2 separate regions of the Hordeum vulgare genome follow, and region 2 is linked to region 1. Evidence: chromatin contacts called from public Hi-C data. All regions are on one chromosome and are shown on one strand. The core of a region is the stretch at or near the end of the contact, and the rest is flanking DNA. Distances in the headings are between cores, read along the strand shown.

The links. Hi-C and Micro-C count contacts between places; a contact is called where the count stands out from the background.
Region 2: a contact with region 1 is called in a Hi-C map of seedling, with 2.5 times the contacts expected there. The contact joins the promoter of LOC123404678 here to the promoter of LOC123403165 in region 1. A contact is called at or near these places in 2 of 6 Hi-C or Micro-C datasets (leaf and seedling) and 1 of 1 datasets of contacts at active chromatin or transcription factors (embryo).

What each region holds. Positions count from the first base shown.
Region 1 is chr6H:333,149,516-333,153,709 of MorexV3_pseudomolecules_assembly, reverse strand. It overlaps LOC123403165 (vacuolar protein sorting-associated protein 20 homolog 2), which reads left to right and starts at 2,682. Exons shown (of 6, transcript XM_045097126.1): 1 at 2,682-2,922; 2 at 3,683-3,835; 3 at 3,998-4,150. The coding sequence starts at 2,821.
Region 2 is chr6H:333,536,749-333,540,958 of MorexV3_pseudomolecules_assembly, reverse strand. It overlaps LOC123404678 (CCAAT/enhancer-binding protein zeta), which reads right to left and starts at 2,442. Exons shown (of 16, transcript XM_045098615.1): 1 at 1,437-2,442; 2 at 109-184. The coding sequence starts at 2,289.

The sequences.
Region 1 (4,194 bases), core at 1,433-3,932:
TGCTATTTAATTAATGCACCTATATACCTGGTAAAAGGTGGAAGGCTTGGCCTTCTAGCCAGGTGTTTTGTTCCATCTTTGTCGCCCTAGTTACTTGTGTACTGGTGTTATGTTCCATAATTGAGTGCTCCTAACATGCTTGGGGTTGTTGTGGGGACCCCCTTGATTTTTGTTTTGGGATAAAACTCTTCCGGCAAGGCCCAACATTGGTACTATATTTGCTCAACATAATAATATTGAACAACGCTAGTAAAGCATAGGGCTTCATGAACCTGAGGATTAATTTAACATAATACAGGGGGCCAGTGCTGATGGTGTTGGTCCCAAATGGGGAGACTGCGGGGCCACCACGGGGAGACTCGAGGTTTGGTTTTACTCGTAGTGTGACCCATCTGGTAATGCCCCGAGAAAGAGATACACGCGACTCCTATTGGGACCTGGCCTGCAGGACGATCTTGCTGGATTTGTTTTACTCTTATCGAAGGTCGTGTGGGCTAGGATATTGATGATAACTCAAGCTACCTCGAGGTTGAGGTTTTCTCTTCAGGGCAGCTTGTGGTAGTTTGTGATGGACTAGTTGGAGCACCTCTGCAAGGTTAATCTTTCTGGGAGCCATGCCCGCGGTTATGTGACAACTTGGAAACTGTGTTTAACACCCGATCATAGCAAACTTGAAGTAAACTTAATTAAAATATGCCAATTGTGTGCGTAACCGTGGCTGTCTCTTTTTATGAGTTCTACATCCGAGAGAGGACACGATGGGGTTATGTTTGATGTAAGTAGGTGTTCAGGATCACTTTGTGATCATCCTTAGTTTACAACGATATGCGTAGATCACCCTCCTCTTATTCTTGTACTCGTAAGTTAGCCACTCAAATAAATGCTTAGTTGCTTGTTGCAGCCTCATCACTTAACCATACCTCACTCATTAAGCTTTGCTAGTCTTGATACCTTTCGAAATGAGATTGTTGAGTCCCTCTGGGTCACAGATTACTACAACAACAGTTGCTGACACAGGTAAAGCGATACCTTGACGTGAGCATGATGATTGTTCTATTTGGAGTTTCTTCTTTTTCTTCTTCTTCATCGATCATAGGATGGTTTCCAGGCCGCCAGCCTCGGATAACAAGGATGGACGTCATTTTATTCGTTTGATTTCGTCTGTAGTCGGACCCTGCTTTTCTACATGATGATTGAATGTATTGTTGTATTGAGATGTTCATGTTGTAGCTTGTGGCGAGTGTAAGCCAATTCCATATACTTATCTCTCCTGTACATGAACTTGTAATGATATCCATTTTTGCGAAACGACAAGATGCGTTTCTATCCCTGTCGAGGCACTCGTGCCAAAATAAAGATATGATCGCATCTTGGGCATTACAAACCATCCTAAATAATTTCTTAGATGGCAAGACATGAAATATCTTTGATGTCTACATGACAAGAATAGGAGGATTTTGGGAGCTTACCAATCTGATGTCCTCATCTTTTGTATAGTGCAACCTCTTTCTATCTTCATCATCTGTTTTCACATCGATTGTGACTCGTTTTCGCTTGGTCGATGAAGTTGTGATCCTGGGATCATATGTTGAAGGAAGAGAGTGGTGCTTGGCTGGTTGGCAGCGGCGGCTGCATCACTAGATACTAGAAACCAAGCTGCCAAGGGGCTGGCGAGGTGAGGTTGGGATGACTTTGGCCTTGAAGGAAGCTCATGAAACCATTAGGAGGACATTGTTCCATTACAGCTGAAGAAAAAAATGTTTGTTATTACAATAGTTAACATAGATGGTTAACATGCCCAGTTCACTCTTCACTGAAGAAGAAAAAAATGGGGATTTCGGGATTTCCACAAGCATGGTCAGCTGACTCAAATAGATTGAACCTAAATCACACACAAGGGAATCAATCTTTGTCTTGAACGAATGGATTTACTGAATCACCATGAATCTCCAAAATCCATCGAACCCTAGCCAGTTTACTGAAGAAAATCAATCTGGCCATGAGCACGAGAAGAAGCACGGGAAGGACTAACCTCATACCTTGCAGCAAGAGCGGGAATCGAGGGTGTCGATTTTGGGCTGAGGACGAGTGTGCGCCGCCTTCTCCGCTCGTTCGCACCGCGCCTCCGCTCCCTAGTCGTGCCCTTCCCTTCTCCCCTTCCCGCTCGTTCTTTCTCCCTTTCGTGCCCTTCTAATCTCTTGCTCGCGGGATTTTGTTGGGGGCGCGTGGTTTCGAATCGAGCGAAGCGACATCCCTCCCATCACGTCGCCCGAGCAGTTGCCCCGTCTCTTTTGTCAGGAAAGAAGCGAGTTCTTCTGCAGTATCCCGTTTTGCTTTGCAAGCCACATGTTTAGTGGAGGTGGCACTCGGCAGGACGATGTGGCACCTCGGGCACCCGTCCAGCGTGGTCCATTGACCATGCCGTAAGTGAATCTCCCACATTAGACATTACAAAGAAACTAGTGGATCATTTAAATACTTTATTTGTCATTTTCTACTTTCACTCTACAACAAAAACAACTCGAGTAACCTAACGACCACATAAAATTCTTTCCTTTATTATTCAACATCTTTGTTTCACAGAGAAAGAGGGAAGAGCTGTTGGTAAATGGTAACGGGTCTTCCCCATAAAAACAAGGGGTAACGGGTAATACGAACCCGATCCTAAATTCTCCCCGGCCCTACCCGTGAACTGTGATGCCGTGACCGCGTCTCCTCCTGCAGTCCACCTTCCCCTCCCCCTCTTCCTTCTATCCCGCCGCCGTCTACCCCGCCGCCGGCGAAACCTTGCTCGCGAGGGGTATACACGGGGAGAGAAAGATGGGGAACGTGTTCGTGAAGAAGCCTAAGATCACGGAGGTTGACAAGGCCATCCTCGCCCTCAAGACACAGCGCCGCAAGCTCGCGCAGTTCCAGCAGCAGGTCCCCTGCTCCCGCTCTGCCCGATCCGATCATATGTTTCCATCCCCCCGTTCCTATTATACCATCGAATTGTTGTAGTTTGTATTGTGATCATTGAGATTCAATTCTTGTAGTTTATCGATCTCCAACTTTGCCCCCCGGACCTAGATAATACCAGGTTTGGTTTAGGTTAGGTTTTGCATAACGTTGTTTCTATACCTGAACGGGGACAGGCCTTTTCCACTTTGTTAGTTTTGTTAGGAGGGCCCAGTTCTGATGTGGTTTGTTGTTTGTCATTTTGGGTTGACAGCAGTGATCCAGATTTAGAATGTTTGGCATTGTCATCAGGAAAAGAGTATAGGTTTTGGGTTGGATTATAATGTATTAAGGTGAATGTCTGTGAGAACTGCACATTCATGTTAACAAATTAGGATAGTACTTTCCAGAGCATATTGCGAAAACCGGACTGTATTCTAGTGCATGCTTTGGTGCGCTGCCATTATCTCAGTCTATCAGTGCTAGTGCCATGGGACTCGTTTGCTAGTGCAAACTAGCAAACTATCTGATTTTGTACTAGCATGTTGTGCGAAGAAATTATTTTGCCATCGGGTTTTGATACCTTTAGGTGGGTATAACTTTTAGTGTTGTGATGAACTGTTCAATTATTCTAACTGAACTGATGAGCGTGTCTTGCATTAGTAAATCACTGGAATGCCATTTCTACTTAGAATTAAGATGGTACTGATTCTGTTTATGTATGGTTTACTTTTCTTTCTTCCAGCTTGAGAAGGTGATTGAAGCAGAAAAGGAAGCTGCACGCCAGTTGGTTCAACAGAAGAAGAAAGACAGAGCTTTGATTGCACTGAAGAAGAAGAAATCCCAGGAAGAGCTCCTGAAACAAGTTGATACATGGCAAATGAATGTCGAACAGCAGGTTAGTAGTTTATTGGATAGATTCTGGCTCCTAATGAATTCCATGTTCATGTATAGGACAGAAGATCTGTATTTATGCTTTACATCATTCAATCTGACCAGAATTAAGTCTCTTTAGTTTTGATCTATAATTTGACAGTCTGTTTGTGTTCTCTTGTTGAAGCTGGCAGATATTGAACTAGCAAGTAAGCAAAAGGCTGTATTGGAAAGCCTAAAGACTGGAAATGCTGCCCTTAAGTCTATACAGAGTGAGATTAACATCGACGATGTCCAAAAGTTAATGGATGACACAGCTGAGGCCAAGGCTTATCAGGATGTAAGTTCAATAAACTTTTCCAGTCCACTGTTTACTACCTATAT
Region 2 (4,210 bases), core at 1,193-3,692, 390 kb before region 1:
AAGAAATATAACAAGATAAATGCCACCAATTTTGCTTTAGTGTGTCCTCAAGAGGGAAAAGTTATATAGCTAAAAAGTAACAAAAGAAAGAGTCCACAAGATGCTAACCTCATTTCGAACAACTCCCTCAATGCATCAAAGCCTGTGAATGCATATCTTTTACCAACCTTTGATGCAACCATACCTGTTGTAATTTTGTTTCCAAAAAACAGAAAGAAAAAAAACTCTTTAGAATATTTATCAAAGAAGAGAACACAAACAAGATGACTTGCAAAACAGCATATTGACATTGAAAGTCTAGCTATACTGAAGATTGCAAACAAAAAATATAAAATAACCCAAAACAAAACAAAACAAAACATGCTTAACAAACTTGGAACTGCAGGAAAACTAATTTCCTGTATGCACAAACATAGTGCTTTGTCCAAGCAATATCCATCTTAGCTGAACTGAATATTATATAGCATAAACTGATACTAGTTCATAAATATTTCAAAACCTGTGATTTGAGACGATATCGATTTGCCATTTATGACAGATCTTAACTTCTCAATAGATGGTGAATTTATCTGAAAAATTGTGCTACTCCATTGATATTATAATGGCCTTAAGATGTATCTGGACAGGCCTGGTGAGGTTCTACTTCTAAAAGAATTGGTTATGCTTATATTATTATAAGGTACCAGAATAAAACTGCGACCTCAGTTTTCAAAAAGAAATCTACGAGAAGATGAATGACGCAGATGGTAGTAACCTCAACTCAAAGGTGAGTCATCTTGTAAACTTGAGCAATCTTTCTCCAGTGGCAAGGAACGCATTCACTGATAAAGACCTCACTGGCGTTTACATAAGACAAGTGGCACTGATTATACTGAGTCGCGGACCATATACACTACCCGATGACAGCAATGCAATAGTCCAAGCCTATGGCGAGCATCTGCCACTAAAATAAAGCCTACTGCACATAACAAACAAATATCTATTCTGGAGTTCCTTGGTTTGGGGATCAGCATCATATGAGTTTTATTGAACTTTTGGTGTGCAACTGTTCCGCTCATGACCCATCTAAGATTTTCTAGTGACTTCAAGTTGGTTTTATGTCTTAAAGGTCTAACATTTATGCTATTTCTATCTAACATTCATGATTCATTTTCCGATCTGAAACACTGCATATTTTCCTGGTTGCAGTCACATTTAGTGCAATCGAATTGTTTCCAAATGCCACTTTGACTAAAGTGTTACATAAAAACTGCCCTTATGATCGTAAAAGTTGATAAGTTGTCAGAATCACTTCAGAACATTCTTTCCTAGCTCAGTGTCTAGGTACAGGAAGAATCCCAAATGTAATCTAACCCTCTTTCCATGATCAACTAAGCATTATTGCCTCAATTTGTTCAATACACAACGAAGATGAGCATTTCAATAGTGCAACTCACCAAGGAGAGAGTCAAGGGCCCTCATGTTCGCTATTGGATTGTCCTCGACTAGACATGTGAACGCCGACACCTTATCGGATGATGTACCGGACTTTGCCGACATCTCGAGGAGCTTGAGATCACCAGTTCCCCTGCGCACCGAGTCATACTCCCTCGAGTACTGCATGATGAGCTTCTCTGCCAGCTCCCGCTTCCGCTCCACCATCCGCTGCATCTCCTGAAGCCCCACTGCTGGTGGGGCATGCTTACGGTCGCCTAGGACCCTGGCCTCCAGCTCAGCAGCATCAGCGTGCCACTGCCCGGAGAGAGCACTCGCCTTGACCAGCGGGTAATTGGTGGCGGCACTAGTGGTGGCGGCGGTATGAGGGGCATGGAGCTCGAGAGGATGCGGCTTCTTGGTAGGTTTAGGGTTTTGGAGGGGTTCGGTGTTTGCGGGCGCTTCTGGGGTTTGGGGATGCTTGGGCGGTTTGGGGGCGCTCATGGGGCCGGACTTGCGGAAATCGGAGTCGTCGAACCCGGAGGAGTTGCCGGCGCCGGGGACAAGTCCCAGCGATGAGGCGAACGAGGCGACGTCGGACTTGATCGCGTCAATGTCATCCTCCTCCCCACCGGCGGCGGGCTTCTTCTTCTTCTTCTTCTTCTTGGTGGACATGGGTTCGGGACTTAGGTCGGACTTGAGCGCGTCCGCGCCCTTCTCTTCAACCACCTCGGCGGCGGGCTTCTTTGATTTCTTGCTGGACTTGAGCTTGGGGCTTACATCGGACGTGAGCGCGTCCATGCTCTTCTCCTCCGCACCGGCGGCGGGCTTCCTCGCTTTCTTTGCGGACTTGGGCTTAGGGTTTAGCTCCGTCATGGATAGATACCGCGGCGAGGGGATATGCAGTCAGAGGCGAAGTGGGATATGGAGGGTGAGGCGGCGGCTGAGGGTGGCGCCGGTGGGAGGAGGACTGGAGGTGGAGGCGGCGGCTAGCGGGCTAGGGGTGCTTGAGCAGGGCAATTCCTATTTGCAACTAACGCGCCTCTCCGCGAACCCCTTCTCCTTCTTCGGCCCGGCCCAGTAACCGCTACGCAGGGGCTCATCGAGCGACTAAAAATCCTAGTGCTTTTTTTTACGGGGACTATCACGCATCTACCCGTGGATATTTATTAAATATCCACCACCTCGACAGCCGTTCGATCTCACGCGTGTAGCCGTCCGATCCGCTGCGTCTGATCCGCTCTGGACGCAATTCCTGAAACGATGCTCGAGTTGCAGAAACTTTCGCTTTGTTGCAAAAAATAAACTTTGGATCCGTTAATTCCTGAAACAACGGTCGAGTTTCAGAAACAATTTGCTTGTTGCAGAAAAAAAAAATCTTCGTCTTTCTGTAATATAGGTGTTTTTACGGAAGAAATTTTTGCAACAAAATGTCGTGTTGCAGGAAACTTTTTGCAACAAAGGTCGAGTTGCAGAACACGTGGCGCGGGGCAGCGGCGGAGGGCGGGCAGGGGCAGCGGAGGGCGGGCAGGGGCGGCGGAGGGCTGCATGCAGGCCGGCGACGGTGGGCCGCGGTGCAGGCCGACGGGGCGGGGCCGTGGCGCGGGGCGGCAGCGGAGGGCGACGGGCAGCCCGGCGACGGAGGGCCGCGGTGCAGGCCGACGGGGCGGGGCCGTGGCGCGGGGCAGCAGCGGAGGGCGGCAGGGGCGGCGGAGGGCGGCATGCAGGGCGGCGGAGGGCGGCATGCAGGCCGGCGACGGAGGGCCGCGGTGCAGGCCAACGGGGCGGGGCCGTGGCGCGGGGCCGTGGCGGAGGGCGAGCAAGGGCGACGGAAGGCGGCGGGCAGGTCGGCGGCGGAGGGGCGGCGGGGCCGCAGCAGGCCGACGGCGGAGGGGCGGCGAGATGCAGCAGGCCGGCGGCGGCGAGGTCGTCGGGGCCGAGGCGGAGGCGGAGACACGGATGGGCAGTTTTGCGAAACAACTGCCCAGTTTCTGAAACAACGATCCAGTTTCAGGAACGGTTCGCGATCAGATCGACGTCAGATCCAACGGACAAGCGAACGGCGGATGGATCACGCGGATCAGTCGGTGGAATGTAAGACTTTCCCTTTTTTTATTTGGACAGTGACGACTAAAACTAGGAGAGAAAGAAGTCTATTTTTCATCCTCAAATCTATCCACTTACTAAGGGCAACTCCAACCTTTTTAAAAAAAAAAGCAACTCCAACGTGCCGACCCAAACGGACGGCGTTTTTGTCCGTATTTTTTCCATTTGGGTCGGCTCAGCGGACATACGTGTCCGCTTTTGCAATTGGGTCGGCGCTTGCGTTCAATGCGACGAGCGATCCATTTTTAGGCGGCACGAAGTAAACATTTCAAAAAATATAAAAATCATTAATTGAACATTAATACCGGTCCGGAAGGCCGACGATAGTCCACATTACAATAAACATAAAATTAAATAAGCTAAAAACGAGGAGGCGCGCTGCCCTATGCGTCCTTCTCCTCGTCGTCGTTGGGGCTGGTGAGGTCGACGAGCATCGGCCTGGGCCAGCCCAGGGGAAGACCGTCTCTCACGCGGCAGTGATGTCGTCCGCCGGTGTTGCACCAACGCTCGCTGGGCAGCAAGTCGCTCCTCCTCCTCAGCTTCAGCCTCGCGCTCCATCGGCTCGATCCGTCGCTCCTGTGCGTCCTCCTCCCTCACCCGCCGTTGTGCCAGTGCTTCAGGTAGGCGGCCTCCTGCTCCGGCGTCGCACCCAACCAGACGGGTGGCGCGCTGATCCAATCGCGCACCACCC